2 separate regions of the Zea mays genome follow, and region 1 is linked to region 2. A link is a contact called in public Hi-C data. All regions are on one chromosome and are shown on one strand. The core of a region is the stretch at or near the end of the contact, and the rest is flanking DNA. Distances in the headings are between cores, read along the strand shown. Region 1 holds the start of LOC100285238 (STE20/SPS1-related proline-alanine-rich protein kinase). Region 2 holds the start of LOC100276200.

Evidence for each region. A called contact is a pair of places that touch in the nucleus more often than the background predicts.
Region 1: a Hi-C map of leaf shows a contact between it and region 2, with 6 times the contacts expected there. The contact joins the promoter of LOC100285238 here to the promoter of LOC100276200 in region 2. A contact is called at or near these places in 3 of 25 Hi-C or Micro-C datasets (ear, leaf and tassel).

Annotation. Positions count from the first base shown.
Region 1 is chr4:179,862,965-179,865,664 of Zm-B73-REFERENCE-NAM-5.0, reverse strand. LOC100285238 (STE20/SPS1-related proline-alanine-rich protein kinase) reads left to right here and starts at 1,254. Exons shown (of 20, transcript NM_001158132.1): 1 at 1,254-1,696; 2 at 2,179-2,433; 3 at 2,591-2,700. The coding sequence starts at 1,496.
Region 2 is chr4:179,671,732-179,674,431 of Zm-B73-REFERENCE-NAM-5.0, reverse strand. LOC100276200 reads right to left here and starts at 1,411. Exons shown (of 4, transcript NM_001150045.2): 1 at 1,186-1,411; 2 at 1,018-1,113; 3 at 653-818. The coding sequence starts at 1,329.

The DNA of each region.
Region 1 (2,700 bases), core at 5-2,504, 190 kb before region 2:
AATAAGTTTTTTTAATATGCATAGAAAGAACTACCAAAACTTTTGCGACAACTACATGTACCTTCTACAACACTCCATTGCCGAATATACGAGCTGCAGGGGAGCAGCGGACGACACGGTGACACCGACACGCAAGCGAGGAGGGGGGACTACCGCTATCGCCTTTGTCTCCTCTTCCTCTCCACGCTGCGTCGAGGCGAGCCCTGACGCATGGCGCCGCACCAGCCGGTGATGGTGCATGTTGATGAAGAAACGCGCGCGAGGAAGATGAAAAACCAGATTGTATAGATGTACATTTGGGTCGGGTCTGGTGGGCCGGCTCGAAGCACGAAAAAAAACACGGTCCAGACCGGCATAACCCAAAATATTTTAGTGCCGGACCGGCACGACCCGTTATATCGGGCCGGGTTTGGACCGAGGTCACGGCCCATGGACGGGCACGAGCACGACCCGTTTAAGGCAAGCATGAAATGGCTCATATAGAGGCACGAAAAGGCCATATGTTTATTAAAACCACACTTTCATATATTTGATAAAAAACACAAAGCTAGAGATAATACTAGTTTGATGTTTTTTGTAGCTTTGAATTAGAGTATGTTATATAATTTTTTTATGAACATTCGACAATAAACTGAACTTACGAACTTTGTATAGAGCTAACTGTACTCTTTTTCTTTCTAACAAAATTATTTGTAAACAAGGTAGTCATTGCATAGCTGTGATAACTTTAATACAAATATTAAGTTTTCTTTTGTTCAAATTTATTTGTCTTATCTTTTATTTGTTTTATTATTTTTTGAATTTAGGGCTCTAATGTGAATTTTGGGTAAAAAACTAAATTTCGGGACCTAATGTGAATTTCGGGTCAAAAATAAAATTTCGGTCTTTTATAATTTCGGGCCGTCCGAAATGAGCCCGATTACGGGCTGGACCGTGGCCCGACGGCAGGCCCATGGCCGACCCGGCACGGCCCGAAATTCAAACGGGCTGGACCGACCCAAAATTCAAACAATACGAGCCTTTTTAGGCTTGGACCAGGCTGCCCGAATGTACATTGGTATACCGAGTGAGCCTTTCGAGTGCAAAAAAGAAACTAGAGTTTTTATCCTTTTTTTTCAACTGTTTTAGATGTTCGGCCCGCGTCCGAAGTGCCAAGTCCGAACAAGTGGCGCCCTCCTTGCATGCGAATGCACGCCCTCTTCCTCTTCTCCATTTTCCTTTCTCCTCCTCCGCAACGCACGGCCTGTCACTACAGCCTACACGCCCCCGCCTCCTGCCCTCCTCTGTCCACATCCTCGCCTCTCCCCACTAGTTCGCTCGCGTGATGGTGGTGCGGGAGCAGCGGAACAAGGGTTCGTCGTCGGCCACCCTGTGACACCCCGCCCCCGCCCCCGCGGCGGAACCTGCAAACCCGGAGGCCGGAGCTCCGACTTCGTCGGCCATCGACCGCGTCTGATCGGCGCTGGGACCTGCCGTCCGGACGAAATCGGTCAGCATGGCGGGGCCCAATGAGAAGGCGGCGGCGGGAGGCGGGGGTGGCGAGAGGCGCAAGTACCCGATCCACATGGAGGACTACGAGCTGTACGAGGAGATCGGGCAGGGCGTCAGCGCCATCGTGTACCGCGCACTCTGCAAGCCACTCGACGAGATCGTCGCCGTCAAGGTGGTCGACTTCGAGCGCACCAACAGCGACCTGGTACGCGCGCCGCCACAACATTCCCTATTCCCGTTTGGTCCTATCCGTCGCCCCCATTTTATTTTTTCTCCGGCTGCTTCCGTTGCGGCTCGTCCACTGGATACTGATGCGTGTCGCCGAATGCCATGGCGCACATCTTAGTTTTAAGTTTAGGAACGATTTGGGCAAGTGATGTTCAGAATAATGCCTTTGGTGGATTCACATTTCTGAATAATAAAATTATCTTGTGTATTATTATAGCTGAAGAAGGATTATAATGGCTCAATGAATAAATGAGCACTAGTTTGGTGGTACTGGTTAAAAATCTAGAATATGGCTATATGAGGTGCAATAGTTTGAACTTTGAACACTGTTTCAGTTGCATTTTTCTTACTGTATTTGTTACTGTCGGTTCACATATCCATGGATCCTATTCAAGTTTCTCGCACTACCACCAGGATTGTAAGCGCCTCTCAGTATCTAATGTGAAATGTTCAACACAGAACAACATCGTTCGTGAAGCTCAGACAATGATTTTGATAGACCATCCTAACGTTGTCAAGGCGCATTGTTCATTTGCAAAAGACCAAACGTTATGGGTGGTTATGCCGTATATGGCTGGGGGGTCCTGTCTTCACATAATGAAATCAGTGCATCCTACTGGATTCGAGGAACCCATCATCGCGACTATACTTCGTGAAGTCCTGAAAGGTTTAGAGTATCTTCACCATCATGGCTCTATACATCGAGATGTGAAGGTAAATGTACAGTTTCAATTGGATGTATTCAGGGGTATCTGTTGCTTTCTTCTTCTTTGTGACTGCTATATGGCTATATCAAATTAGAATGTATATATTTTTTCCTAATTGTTTCACAAATTTGAGTGGTTGTTATTTTATATCTGTTTGGTGATAGGCAGGAAATATTCTAGTCGATTCTCGGGGTGGAATTAAACTTGGGGACTTTGGAGTCTCTGCTTGCCTTTTTGATTCTGGTGATAGACAGAGGGCCAGGAATACTTTTGT
Region 2 (2,700 bases), core at 162-2,661:
AATAAACTAAATTTCCTTGGAAAAATGGAAATAACATGAGAAAATAAGGTTACCAAACTAACCCTTAGAGTTAGAGCATGGAATAAAAAATGTCTCCATATATATATAGGACAAAATCTTCACCCATTGGATAGTGAGTTTGGGAAGCAATCATCCAAACTTGATTACATGAGTAATATTCATCCAGTAAAATTAGATGTGTGGTCTAATCTAATAGACAATAAACACAACAACTAACACAACCTCTTACAACCCTTTCACTCAACCTACGACCACCCACCACATCAGCCCATGTGTCACTTTGTGTTTTGTTGTTTTATATGGTAAACAATGTATTTTCTTATTACATATTAGATTTATTGGTGACTTATTGTTGTTGGGTCATATAAAATATAATGTGATAATGCTTTTATTTTTGTTAAGGACCCATTGGGGACCCAATAACTGAATATAGATGGATATGAGATGAATTTTATATCCATAATGGGTATGAATACGGGGACGGGGATGTCTATAGCTTCATGGGAATGGGTATGGATGCCCAAATCCAGCGGTAAATTCTCCATTGTCGCCTCTAACCGGTTCCCAGTCCTGCATGAATCCCCAATTCACTAGCAACTATCCGATCGTAAAAGGGAGGTGGATTGCCTACTTGTGATGGGACTGACTTGAGCAGTCCAGTCTTGGATCACCTCGTTGAGGCTGTTGTGGACGGTCTCGTCGGCGTCGGACAAGGGGGGCAGCCCGGACGCAGCGAGCAGCCGCTGCGTCATGCCACGCTGCGCCATCAAGCTCACGCGGATCTGGTCGATCAGCTCCTGCGGGTAGAGGGATAATTAACCATGGCAAATCGTTAATTATCCCGCGTGTATAAAAAATTATCGAACACGGAAATAAAAACGAAATGTCGAGCCAAAATCAATTAAACTCATTCTTAAATAAAAAAAATAGCACGGTTGTCAGCATCGGCAGCAGGTAAGGCGCGGATTGGTGAAAACATAGGGGGGAAGAGGATACCTGCTTCTGGGTGAGGAGGTCGCGGCACATCTCCTTGAGCGCGGCCGCCTCTTCCTCCAACCGCTTCACCCGCGCCACCAGCTTCGCCGGATTCGCCTGCAACCGCCGCCGCCGATCCCGTCAGCGACGAAAGGAGCGGTTAGGGATGAGGGCGACGAGAATACTGACATGGTCAGGGTAGGCGGCGCGGAACTCAAGGTCGAGTCGGCGCTGCACGTCGGCGAGGGTGCCTCTGGCGTTGGTGAGCGTCAACAGGACGTCGTTCACCGCCGGATGGTACTCCGGCCGCCGCCTGCTCGGATCCGCCGCCATCCTGACGTAGCTTTGGTGGCGGTCCTGGCGGAGGATCAGGATGCGATGTTTGCTCCTATTTTTTATCTTTCTCTGTGTGTGCAGGTGTTGCCGTGTGGGCTAGAAGCATAGAAGGCAGGTACCCGCACCTGCTCGTGCCGCTCTGGTTTTTGAAATTTTTGCGAACTGGAACGAATTGCCGCTTTGGTGGCTTTCGAGTTTCGACACGATGCGTGGGCCCACCTCTCAGACCTACTCCAAGTCTCCAACAGTCCAACTGGTCCAGTTTCCACTGGGTGGCTGCGGCGTTCCGCTGCAGGGTACACGGATTGTAGCGTATTCCCATGCAAATTCACTGTTTTCTCACAAAACGCCATAGAAAAAAACTGATTGTTTGCTTCAAAGTAGCTCTGGGCAAAAAAAAAAAAAAATCCTAAACCCGAAATACCCGAACCCCATATTATCCAAAATCTAAATTTTATTTAGAAATTTCAGGTCACAACTTATGAAACCCAAAATCATTTTGGTTAATTCGGATACCACCTTCGGTCCCAGATAACCCGAACTCCAGGCAACACTAGAATTCTGCAATCGGTGCTGCACTGCTGCCTGTGTCGACTGTGTCCGTGTGCATGCCGATGTCTCTATCTGCCTATCTACCTACCTGTGAGTGCGTGCAAATGCTGAAGAAAGTGCAAGTGTGCAGCCGGTAATAGCAGCAGTGCATGTGAACGACTTGAAGACGTAAAGACCATTTTCCATCCTTCCGTCAGGTAATCAGGCGCACATTGAGTCATGTGAAAGCCAACCAATGCTCAATCTCTTTGGATGATATCCATTTATCTGCAGCCTAGCTAATGTCCTACGATCTGATCAGCTTATTGTGGCTTTTAGTATTTACTACTAGTTTAACTGATGAAAATAATCTAACTGTTTTGAATCAGTTAATAGCTAGAGTAGTTACTATTAGTTTAAATGATCAAAGAGACGTTTTTGTGGGGGATCTGCTCCAACAAGATCAGTTTATAGTCAGCTCTATGCATAGGACTTTGGTCGCTCCGAACATTGTTTCGATAAATCACCCAATCTGGGATTTAAAGATTCCTTTGAAGATTAAAATTTTTTATGTGGCACTTAGTTAAGGGCATAGCCCTAACAAAGGATAATTTAGCAAAAAATAGTGGTATGAAAGTGTTAAATGTTGTGGATGCAACTTAGATGAATCTATTCAACACCTTTTCTTTGAGTGCCATATGGCTAGATGTGTATGAAGAGGGGTGAAAATTTCATTTAACATCGCACCACCATCAAGCATCTAACATATGTTTTGGCACTTGGTTACAAGATTTAAGCTCTAGGCGTAAGAGCTTTATTTGGGGTGGAACATGTGCT